Regions from separate parts of the Pan troglodytes genome. Here region 2 is linked to region 1. Evidence: chromatin contacts called from public HiChIP or PLAC-seq data. All regions are on one chromosome and are shown on one strand. The core of a region is the stretch at or near the end of the contact, and the rest is flanking DNA. Distances in the headings are between cores, read along the strand shown.

What was found. HiChIP or PLAC-seq counts read pairs in DNA pulled down with a chosen protein or histone mark.
Region 2: an H3K4me3 HiChIP or PLAC-seq map of stem cell-derived excitatory neurons shows a contact between it and region 1, with 2.0 times the contacts expected there. The contact joins the promoter of CD59 here to the promoter of C9H11orf91 in region 1. A contact is called at or near these places in 1 of 7 Hi-C or Micro-C datasets (stem cell-derived neural progenitor cells) and 1 of 1 datasets of contacts at active chromatin or transcription factors (stem cell-derived excitatory neurons).

What each region holds. Positions count from the first base shown.
Region 1 is chr9:37,704,954-37,711,234 of NHGRI_mPanTro3-v2.0_pri, forward strand. C9H11orf91 (chromosome 9 C11orf91 homolog) reads right to left here and starts at 3,875. Exons shown (of 2, transcript XM_016920652.3): 1 at 3,294-3,875; 2 at 1,329-1,587. The coding sequence starts at 3,789. The coding sequence ends at 1,502.
Region 2 is chr9:37,740,793-37,747,073 of NHGRI_mPanTro3-v2.0_pri, forward strand. It overlaps CD59 (CD59 molecule), which reads right to left and starts at 3,662. Exons shown (of 4, transcript NM_001280485.1): 1 at 3,621-3,662.

The sequences.
Region 1 (6,281 bases), core at 2,625-5,124:
CAAATAAAACTGCTGATTGTCTCCCCAAAAGCTGTTCCACCTGTGCTCCTCCTTCTCACCAAAACCTGTTCCACCTGTGTTCTCCTATCTTAGATTACCACTCTGTGCTTCAATTGCCTGATACTTCTCACCACACCCACTGCTACCCGCATGATCTTTTACTTGGTTAATTTTTAGAGACAGGGTCTTGCTCTGTTGCCCAAGCTGGCATGCCAGTGGCATGGTCATAGCTCACTGTAACTTTGAACACCTGGGGTCAAGCGATCCTTCCCACCCCAGCCTCCTGAGTAGCTGGGACTACAGGTGTGCACCACCACGCCGGGCTCAGCATGGTCTTTTTAGCTGGAATATTAATTACTACAGCCTCCTGACTGCTCTCCCTGCCTCCTTGCTTGCACCCCGGTAGTCTATTCATATCACAGCAGCACAAGTCAGATCCTGTCACTCCCCAGAAGGCTGTCTAATGACTCTGTCCCACTTGGAGTAAAGCCCAGAGTCCTTACCGTGACTATAAGGCTCTATACAAATGGGCCCCCTGTGTATTCACCCCTACCACTCTCCCCTCACTCCTCCTGCTCCAGCCATCTGGACTGTTTGCTGGTTCTCAAAAATGCTGCCATGCTCCCATCTTTGGAGCAGGCTTTGCACTGGCCCTTCTGCCTGGAACATTCCCTAGGGTGTCACATGGCTATGACCCTCAACCTCCTTCAGACCTTGTTTAAATAATACCTCTTCAAGAAACTCCATGTGAAATTCTGCCCTGCCTTCCTCTGACCCACCCTGGCAATCCTTACTCTGCTTTTTTTCCCCCTTAGCATGTCATCTTCTATGATACCATATTATGATTTACTTATTTATAATATTTATTGTCTGTCTCTCCCCCATCCCCAATCCCAAGTGCCTAGGCACAAAATAAGCACTCAATAAATATTTCTTGAATGTATGAATTTCTAGGAAGGGCCAGGGCTTTGATAAGATTATCAGAGAGTTTGTGGTCCAAAAAACATTAAAAAAAAAAAAAATGAAAACACCAAACACTTCCAAGGAGTAAATATGTTTGGGAAAAAAAACAAACCACACACCAAACCCCCACTATTCCAGTCCTCAAAGAACCTTTCTGAGCAGAGACACAGCAGTAGAACCAATATATATATTGCCCTTGGTTTCTCCCGATTCCTTCCTGATAATCTGTTGTTCTGGTTTGCATGACTGTGGTAGTGTTGGGGGTTCCCTCCCTGGTCTCGGGAGACCTTGAATGCTGGCTGGACAGCAGCTTCTAGACACCATGAGAGAGCTCCCTCAGCAGCACATAGAGAGGAGAGAGACCATGAGATTTACCACACAAAGCGGGCACTGTATGTGAAGTACATGCTGGTAGCAACAACAACAGCGGTAAATACAGAACAGAAAATAACCATCTTTGAAATGACAACAAATGGGACACATTATCTAAGCACTAACACCTAAGGAGGTGGCTGCCCAAGCTCTGGTGGGCAGCTCCTCAGGAGAGAGAGGCCGACTTCTTTCCGGGTTGCTTGGTCTTCAGTCCTTGTAACTTTTCGTCTTTTAGCGCCTTCAGGAATGTGTCTGCGGGAGAGCAAAACAAACTTAGCCGTAATAGAGATAAGGGCTTTTCCTAACACTTCCAAAGCAAACTCTTGGGAAGCAACTGTGCTTCCTCCAACCTAAAACTCCATTTGTGATCCAAGATGGGAGAGAAAAAAACAAAAAACTGAAAACTCTGACTGTAAAAACATGTAACTGGTTCTGACTGTACATGCAACACATCCAGTTACATGTGTTTTTACAGTCAGAGTTGCTAAGTCCTGGATTTCTTCTTCTTCTAATTTTTTTTTTTTTTTTTGAGAGGGAGTCTCACTCTTTCACCCAGGTTGGAGTACAGTGGCACAATCTTGGCTCACTGCAACCTCGGCCTCCTGGGTTCAAGCGATTCTCCTGCCTCATCCTCCCGAGTAGATGAGATTACAGATGCGTGCCACCAAGCCCGGCTCATTTTTGTATTTTAGTAGAGACAGGGTTTTACCATGTTGCTCAGGCTGGTCCTCAATGATCCTCTTGTTGGTCAGGCTCCTGACCTCAAATGATCCGCCCGCATTGGCCCCGCCAAAGTGCTAAGATTACAGGTGCCAGCAACCACACCCGGCCCCTGGATTTCTTAACTATGTATTCGGTTAAGATTTCTTAACTATGAATACATAGTATTATGTATGTATTCATAGTTAAGAAATCCAGGACTTAGCAAAGCCCAGTTTTTCTAGGGACTGTCTTCCTTCCATGGCTATGAGAAAGGGTGCTGAACTGAAGACCATTTCCATGGCCACACGGACCTAAGCATTTAGGTTATTTCATACTTCCCTTCTCTGTGTGGCAGGGGAAGCCAACTTAAGCCGTTATATACAATAGTTGGAATGATCTTTTTAGAACTATCTACCCTTCTCCAGTGGTCAAGGACAAGCCTTAGCCAAAACAAGTGACGGGAAAGACAAAGTCTGCAGGACAACCTACCGCTACTGAAAGTTCTACTTTGCAATAGGTCCTTCTTGGAGTACAATGCATTTAACAACTTTACCCTCCAACAGGGAGGAGTCATTCAGCTCGTAGGCTAAGGGATCCTGCCCGCATCAGCACACGTGGTCCAGAGCCCTAAGACTTCAGACCTAAGACCAGATATCGGCCCAGGATCCTGGTGAGAGAACTACCGGCGCCAAGGCCACAGAATCCCAGGGGGGCTGCCCCCCAGCACTGAGAAGTGGAGTGTCCCAAAGCTGCCCTGGAAACGGCCTTGGGCCTTGTGGTTCTTGCACAACTCCCACCTCCCCCTACAGACAACTGACAGTCACCTACTTCACCTTCCCCCATGGAGAGCCCCGGTTTAAGACCGAACATTAAAGCTTAGGGACTGTCTGTGGTGGGTGGAGCTCCAGAGTACAGGGTAGGAGGATGACTGTGCAGGAGGATTCAAGTTCAGGACGGGGTGGTGGCGGATGGAGTTCCAGGTGTGGAGGCTCAGAGTCCAGATGACCCAAAGGGTTTAGGAAGGAGGGAGGATGGAGTTTGGGACTAAGAGGCTCATGAAGTTCAGATCTGTGGTGGGGGGAGGAGTCGGTTGAAGTCCAGGATAAGGGAGTCTGGGTGCTAGGGGATAGATTTTGGATCTGGGACTACTGGGGGCTGGAGTCAAACCAGGCTACATTTCGGGTCGGGGCACGGAGCCAAGGAGGGAGCTAGGGCAGGCTAAGGCTGGGCTCGGTGGCCCTGGCGAGGTCACGCACAGCTCTGGGAGTCGAAGCCGTCCCCAGTGATGGTGAGCAACTCCAGCTCCTTAATCCGGATCTCCAGCTCGCAGAGCTCCTCCGGGTGGGAGGCAGAGGCGAGCCTGGGGGTCGAGGGGCAGGGGACCAGGGGCGAGGCAGCCACCTCAGGCCCCGGCGGCGGCGAGTAGAAGAAGCGCAGAGGCTCATAGGGGATGGAGGCCAGGCCGGAGGGCCAGGGCGAGGGCCAGGGGCGCTCGCCGGAGGGACCCAGGCCGGGTGGTGGCGGGGGCGGGGGCGCCGGGGCGGGGAGCGCCTGGGACAGGGACCGGGCCCCCGCCGCCCCGCCCACTGGCGCCCCGCCCGCCTTCAGCGGCACGAAGAGCTTCTTCCAGATGTTGAAGTCGCTGAGCGGGGACGAGGAGATGCCGCGGTCGTACAGGGACGGGAAATAGAGGGGCGGAGCCGACCGCTGGCTCATGGTGGGGCTGTGGCTGCCGCGCCGCCCCTTTGGCATCGTTTGAATGAGGGTCTGCGTGGGAGGAACCCCGCGCCGGGAGACGCGCGCTCAGGCCCCGAGTCGCCGGGGTTTCGAGGTTCCACAAGCCCCGCCCCGATGGAGCGCGGCCCCACCCTTTCGCCTCAGCCCCGCCCCTAACAGGCGGGGTTCCAAAGCCCGGACGACCACGTCCCGGAACGTGGCCCCGCCCACCGGCGGCTGGCCGCGCCCCGCAGTTCGAAAGCCACGCCCCCTGGCTCGCCTCGCCTCGCCTCCCGTCCCTCGACTCCGCCCACCGCCTCGCTCTTGCTCTGCGACGCCGCTGGCTTCCGTTGTCATATCCCAGCATACCCTCATCCAGAACAGGCAGCGGGCCAGGGCTGCGGAAGAAGGCTTACTTCAGGCTTCCTCTCTTTCTCCCATGAGGGAGAAAAGTATTTCCTAGAAACCTGGCCCCTGCACCAGCAGACTTACCTCATTGCCTCACTGGCCGCGCCCACAGCAAAGAAGTCTGAGAAAATCAGTGTCTGATTTTTCATCCACTACTGTGGGAGGCAGACAAAGGAGAAGAGGATTGATTGGGAATGGCTGTTAGAGCCAACCCATGTATCTGCCAAACGTTAGCAGTGTTGAGGAAGATTCTAGAAAAGGGGATCCTCATCTGGTTTGTAATAGATCTGAAGGAGTGTTTTCAGTGAAATGCAGTTTAGTTCTCTTCCAAACACAGATACCACCAGGAGCTAACAGGCAACGAGCTAACCACCAAAAGGAAATCCTGTCCGCCCTACCTCAAATACTTCACCCATTGCTTATGAGCGATTTGGACATTTTGTCCAAAGGACATGACAGCTCATTTATGTGAGTAACCTGTATTAGCCATAGACTGAGGGGAAATAACTAATACATTTTCTTGAGAGCCTCTGCCTAATGATCACTGGTATGAATAGTGATGGGTGGAGGGCAGTTAAAGAGTCAGTATCAGCTTCACAAGTTAAATATATATATGCATATATATCTGCACACACAGTGCAAACTGTGTGTGTGTGTGTGTGTGTGTGTGTGTGTGTGTAGCAGCAAAGTGGAGAGAGTCAGATATTCAAGCTGGGTAGCCTTGGACAAGTTGCTTGACTTTTGTAGGTTTTCTATAAAATAGAAATAAGAAAACCAGGCTGCCTCATAGGGTTGTGATCAAACAGAAGACGGAACAGTGTGTGTGTGAAACACTTGAACTTGGACACTTTGTCCAAACACAAGAGGCAGCTGTCCCTATTAAGGGGCATGTCTGAAACTGGGAAGCTTTTTCTTCCCACACTGAGCTTCCCACACTTAGTTGTCACACGCAGTATTTGCTCTCTGACTTTGGCAGCCACCCATCATTGTTTATTCATACCAGTGATCACTAGGCTGAGGCTCTCAAGAAAATGTATTTCCCCTCAGTCTATGGCTAATACAGGCCATGTGCGATAGCTCAGCACCCAGCCTGTAATCCCAGCACTTTGGGAGTCTGAGGTGGGATCTCTTGAGGCCAAGAGTTTCAGAACAGCCAGGGGCAACATAGCGAGATTCTGTCTCTACAAAATAATTTTAAAAATTAACCAGGTGTGGTGGCATTTGCCTGGAGCCACTCAGGAGCTAAAGTGGGAGGATTTCTTGAACTAAGGAGGCTGAGGTTGAGGCTGCGGTGAGCCACAATCATAGCACTGCACTCCAGCCTGGGTGACAAGGCAGGACCCTGTCTCAAAATAAATAAAATAAAAAATACCCTTATCTTCCATTAGTTTCCCCCATATATTTAACTTCCCATAATTTACTGCCCCCAGAAGCTCAAACCTCTTTTCCTTTGTCTTATCACTTTTCTACAATCGCCCATTGTTAAAATTGTATATAAGTTCTCAAGCCACTTCTTTGGGTTTTCACTTTGTTTCTGTAAGAACCCCATGTACCTGCGTAATAAACTTTGTCTTCTGTTAATCTGTCTTTGTCAGTTTAATTCTCAGGCCCCAGGCTCTGAACCCAAGAGATTAGAAGAAAAATTTTTTCACCCCTACAGAACCACAGTAATGGTAAGAACCAGGGTTTTGGACTCAAGACTTGGGACCAAACCCTGGATCCACTATGTATTTGGCTGTGCGGCTGAACCTTTCTCAACCTCATTTTTTCATCAATATAATGGGAATAGTAATGGCATCTACTTGCTTAGGTTGGCAAGACTAAGTGAGACAGTTTAAGTACCTGGCAATGGCTTGTGTTCAACATTAGCTCTTGTTATTACATATTGAAGGCCCTTAGAAGGAAAAGAGATTTTGTGTTATACTTTTTAAATGAAGCAATAAAATCATTTTTTATGTATATATCTAGTTGTGGAGAAAAAATTAGATTTTCCCCCCTTACTCCAAGATAATCTAAACAGATTTTACTCTGGATGGCTTAATTATAACATAATCCATGAAGTTATAGCCAGGGGGTTAAATAAGAAGTTGATGACAAACTCGGTTTCTCTAACAAGTATG
Region 2 (6,281 bases), core at 2,412-4,911, 36 kb after region 1:
TAACTTATGTGGTAGGTAGAATAATGCCTCTCTTCCCCAAAAATGTCCGTATCCTAACTCCAGGAACCTGTGAAAACAGGCGACCTTGCATGGCAAGTGACTTTGTAGATGAGATTAAGGAGATTATTTTGGATTATTCAATGGGCCCAATGTAATCCCAGGGGTCATTGAAAGAGGAAGAAGGTAGCAGAGTCTGTCAAAGACACATGACCGACAACAGAAAAAGAGGCAAAAAATTTGAAGAATGAGATGAAGACACGAAGGGTTCCCTAAGCCAAGGCACACAGGCGGCCTTTAGAAGCTAAGAATGGTCCTCAACTGACACTCAGCAAAGAAACAGAACCTCAGTCCTCCAGTCACAAGGACTATATTCTACCAGGAACCTGAATAAGCACAGAAACAGACTCTCCCCTAGAGCCTCCAGAGCAGCACACAGCCCTGCCACCTTGATTAAAGCCCTGTGAGACCTGTGTCAGACTTCTGATTTACAGAATGGAAAGATTAATAAACTTGTGGCATTTGAAACAGCTAAATTTGTGGTGGTTTCAGCAGCAGTAGAAAATTATTATAAGGCCGAGTGTGGTGGCTCATGCCTATAATCCCAGCACTTTGGGAGGCTGAGGCAGGTGGATCACTTGAGGCCAGGAGTTCCAAACCAGCCTGGCCAACATGGTGAAACCCTGTCTCTACTAAAAAAAATACAAAAATTAGCCAGATGTGGTGGCACTCACCTGTAATCCCAGCTACTTCAGAGGCTGAGACACGAGAATCGCTTGCACCCAGGAGGTGGAGGTTGCAGTGAGCCAAGACTGTGCCACTGCACTCCAGCTTGGGCAACAGAGAGAGACTGTCTCAAAATTAAAAAAAAAAAAAATTATTAAAATTATTATAGCAACCTCTGAACTGGAAACTGGTAGAACAGCATTTAAACCCAGGTCTAAGCTCTGAGTGAACCATAGTTAAACTCTAGTGGGGAGACGGGAGACTTCTTAGAAATTCAGCTTCTGAAATACATTAGTTAAGCTGAGGTCACTAGAGAAGAGATTTGACATCAGTGGTGTTTCCACAAGATTCACAGTTGCCCATGAGTATGGTTACTCCTCCTAGGAGCCTGAGGCCTTACAGACTGAAGAATTTTAAGGCTAGAAGTGTCCTCAAAATAAAACCCAATGTTTTTATTTTATAGGAAATTAGTGGAGGCCCAGTGGGATGAAATTACCTGTCCCAAGGCAACATGTTAGTCGCAAAACCACCCTGGATGGATCTTGTTTCTATTCGCCAGGGGCTGGCAACTCACAAGATACCTAGTGTCAGCAATGTCAGAGAACTAGAGCTTTTGAACTCCAGGTCTGCGTGTCACCTTGGAGACATACACAATACCTGCTCTAGCCATGCCTGTTGAAGCGCCCAGACAAATATCCATCACTCAGTTCACGGAACAAATTACATCAGCAGGAAGAGACAAAGAGAAAACAACCATCATAACGGAAAAGGCTTTCCAATCCAGCCAAGGTTCTCATGCCAGGAATAACCACTCCAAAACTCTTTGTGTGATATATATATAAATTCTAGGGTACATGTGCAGGATGTGCAGATTTGTTTCATAGGTAAACGTGTACCATGGTGGTTTGCTGCACATATCAACCCATCACCTAGGTATTAAGCCCAGCATGCATTAGCTGTTTTTCCTAATGCTCTATCCCCACCCACCCCACCTGCCGACAGGCGCCAGTGTGTGTTGTTCCCCTCCCTGTGTCCAAGTGTTCTCATTGGTCAGCTCCCACTTATTAGGCCAGAACTCTTTGGACCAAACAAATCTGCAGCTTCCCCTACAACGGCCTTTCCTGCAGTTTGTTCCGGAATGCCAATCCCTAACTCTCCAAAGAGTCCTATCTCTGCACTCACGGCCCCTCCCGTGTTAAGTACACATGCAAAACCAAGGTTTAGTGAATATGTTTCCTAAGATATAGGACATAAGTAAAAAGAAGTCTTTGCCTTTAGAAAGCCTCAAGCACTTCTGGGCTTGGTAATGTCTGTGGCGGTTTGGCTGAGGTTCTTAAAGAGGTGGCCCAGAATTTTCCATGCTCTACTTTTCAAGAGCTTCTACCAGCAGCTGTCAAAGATGAATGCCATTAGGCACCCCACTCTCTCACCCTAAGATCCATTTTATTTAGGCTTTTATCTCCTAAGCCACTCAGCTAATGGGATGTTTTTCTTAGAGCTAAGTTCAGCAAACAGTTTCTAGTTTCCACTGTGAAAATACAGAGGCCACAAGTTTTAGGACTGTTTGGCTTGTAGGGGAGGCAGCCTCCCTTTCTGCCTCTCCTTCATAAACTGCCACGTAAATAGCCACATTTTGGCAAACGTTGCCATCTCCCTCAACATTCGGGGCTCTGTGCCTTCTTCAGGGAACTGGGAGTAAACCGCCAGGAGTGGAGAACTTGAACAACTGCTCAGGGATCGCAGGGTACCTGAAATAATCAGCAGCCGCCGCGTTTGTGCTGAGCGCTTTCCGTCAATCATCTCAACCACCCTGTGAAGTGAAGCCTATTGTTTTACCCATCAAGTGCTGTTAAATACTTCCAGAAATGACCAGTGAAGAGCCTGGGTATCACTAAACGGCCATAAAAGGCACACTGCCTAATGTTGGTTTTTTTGTTTGTTTGTTCTTTGTGGGGTTTGTTCGTTTTTGAGGCGGAGTCTCGCTCTTAATTGCCCAGGCAGTAGGGCAATGGCGCGATCTCGGCTCACCGCTACCTCAGCCTCCCGGGTTAATGTTGTTTTTTGAAAAGTCAGCAGTCAGACTCTAAGAAGCGTGCGGCCCGAGCCGACCCAAGAAAACAAAACATCACGTTGTACTTAAAACGTCCGTTTCGGCCGGGCGCGGTGGCTCACACCTGTAATCCCAGCACTTTGGGAGGCGGAGGCGGGCGGATCACGAGGTCAGGAATTCAAGATCGGCCTGACCAACACGGGAAAACCCCGTTTCTACTAAAAATACAAAATTTAGACGGGCATGGTGGCGCATGCCTGTAATCCCAGCTACTCAGGAGGCTGTGGCAGGAGAATCGCTTGAACCCGGTACACGGAGGTTGCGGTGAACCCAGATCGCGCCACTGCACTCCAGCCTGGGCAACAGCGAAACTCCATCTCAAAAAAAAAAAAAGTCTGTTTCGCCCGACACCTGCTTTTCAAAATTACACATTTAGACCGCGAGGGGAGAGAGGAACCGCGGTGACCACGGAGGGCTGGCCTTTCCCCCGGCGCACTTTCTCTGAACCGCTAGAGCTTCCCTTGAGAGGAAAGCGATGGCAGGGGCCCGGGTGCGAGGCTGCCCCCGAGGGAATGGGGGGCGCGACGGGGGTAACGGGGCTGCTTCTGGGAGAGGGCGCGCTCCCCGTTTCTCCTTCCTCGTAGATAAAATGAAGCCAGCGTTCGGCTAGGACACCGGGCAGCGGTGACGGGTTGGAAGGGCCAGGCCTCGGGAGGCTCGCCCGGCAGGGGTCGAGTGGAAAGCGAGGACGGGGGTAGCCCCCACAGACCCTCCGCCCGGGCCCAGACTGCCGCCGCCACCTCGGCTCGGCTCACCCAAACCCCAGCAGGCCTTCGGGCCTTCTTACCTGGCGGCGCCCTGGATCCTCTTCCAGCCTCGAGCCGCTTCTGCGCTCAGCCCCCGCAGTCTTTCGCTCCAGCCCGCAAGGCTCCGCCCCCGGCCCCGCCCCTCAGGATGCCCTTGCCGTCCCAGGCTCCGGGCTCCCGCACCGCGCAGCCGCGCCTCGGCAGGACCCTCCTCCTCTCCCTCCACCCCCGCGCGGAGCTCAGCCTCCTGGCCCAGGTTCTGAGAAGGCCGGGTGGCCAGGACCCAATGAGCACCTTCAAAACCCCAGGGAACTGAAAGTTTGGGGCGTCCTCCTCGGATTTGCTATGGGACATAAAAACAGTAGGAAACTTCCAAAGACTTCTGATTTTCCCTTTTACGTTTTTTTAAGTATATTAAAATGTTTTCCAAAACGTTTCTGTGCGTCTTGCTGGTGCCCTGGGTGCCCCAGGGCCTGGCTATCGGCCTATGCGGCCCTGCTGTAGTCTGAAGCTGCTTCCTACTGCGAGGCTTGGGCAGCATCCAAATAGCCATCAGCCACAGCCGCATCCGTATCCGTGCCTTGTGACTTGTTTGAGACCCAAACAAAATGTTATGCGTTTAAAAGCTTACTGGGCTGCTCGGGGACCAGTGTTTTGAATGAACCTCTTCGAGTGTCTCTATCAACTTAGCTGGTAGCTACTGTTCCCCAGCAGCCACCAGAGGCAGGGACAGAAGAGCAAGAGCAGGGGATCCGCCTGCATGAGTCTGTCCCTTCAGGGTGGCCTCGCCCTCAGGGACTGGATTGTAGGCATGGTTTCAATAACACAGCGGTGTGAAAGTTTAAGAGTTTTTAGTACTTACGGACCCTGGGTGGTACACAGCTTGCCTAGAGGACACACACACACACACACACACACACACACACACACACACGGAGATCAGGGAGCACAGGGAGAAGGAAGGGAGGGACGGACCTTTGGGCCAGCAACTTTATCCAGTTAAGTTTCCTCTGGAGAGCTCTAACTGGTGGATTTAAAGCAAGCAGGTGAAAAGGCAGAGGTGGGAGGAACTTGAACCAGAGTTTGAAGCTGCAGTAGTGCCCTGTTATCACATCACTGCATGTTTATCTCTGGCCACCAGCTAGAGCCATTTGCGTGGGGTGTAGTACTGGAAACTGTCAATGGTGACTGAGACTTGCTTCTGTTATTAAAAGTTAAACATATTCGAAAATGGATGCTGAGGTAACAAAAAATTATAAGCACTCACCAGAACCGCAACCACCATTTGGAACATTAGTTTTATGTGCAGATGTAATTAGAAGTTTCCATTTGCTATTATATTTGGAAAGTGTCCCACTCACTGCAGAACTGACTGTAAGAACGCTATAGGAGGGAGGGTGGGGCTACAGGCCAAAAGTACAAGTCTTCCTCCAAGAGGATGGCCTCTGTTAGAAAGCATGAGACACACTTTGAGGGTCAGGGTGAGAAGATATTACATCTCAGGGCTGCTTGTGTTGAACTGGTCAGGGAAGAAGGCATGAGATAAAATTTAAGCCGGGGGAATCATAGATTACTGAATGTCTTGCAGGGAAAATCATATAGTAACTGTCTTGACGCTTTTTTTTTTTTAATTATACTTTAAGTTTTAGGGTACATGTGCACATTGTGCAGGTTAGTTACATATGTATACATGTGCCATGCTGGTGCGCTGCACCACTAACTCGTCATCTAGCATTAGGTATATCTCCCAATGCTATCCCTCCCCCCTCCCCCCTCCCCACCACAGTCCCCAGAGTGTGATATTCCCCTTCCTGTGTCCATGTGATCTCATTGTTCAATTCCCACCTATGAGTGAGAATATGCGGTGTTTGGTAACGCTTCTACTGTTATTCTGATGGCTTGGGGATGTCAGGGAATGAGTTCCATTTGGTGGTGCTCAAATCCTGGTGTTCCTCTATACAAATGGGAGTTTTTTAAATCAGGATGACTTGCTTTGATATTTAAAGCATGTCTCCTTAAAACAGCTAATACTGTATATTTCCTAAGATGGATTCCAAAGCTCTTTCGTGTACTTACCTTACACACATCCTATTAGCTATTCCTTCCTTGACACGCTTGGCTTCTGAGATGCCACTCTCTCCTAGTTTGCCTCCCAGTTTCTTGACCATTCGGTCTTGAGATTCTTTTCCTTTACCCACTAATAATTTGGTGTCCCAGGATTAGACTGAGAACCATGGCTATGTGTGCTCCCTGGGAGACTATAGTGTATCTACTCTTTTACCTTGGGATGTATGTTTGCAGATGATTCAAAAGTCTGTCTCCATCCCTGACCACTCCCCCTATCTTCATAATTATATCCAGCTGACTGCTGGACATCTCCACTTATATGTTCCACAGACGTCTTGAACTTAATGTGCACAAATCTGAATTCATCTTTAAAGAGTGATTGCTTTTCCTGAATTTTTTTCATAAATGAAGACAGAAACCTAGGAATCAACGTTGACCTCTTCCACTCCCTCACATCTACTCAGCCATTCCTGCCTATTTTACCATTTCAATATCTCAATATCATTCCTTTTTCACATTGCTACTGTGCTAATTCAGATCGGTAGTTTGCGTTGCTTGAGCCATTACAATTCCTTAATACCAGGTCCCCATGTTGCCCATGTTAATTCCTGCATCCCCTGCCCCTTCTCTGCTTG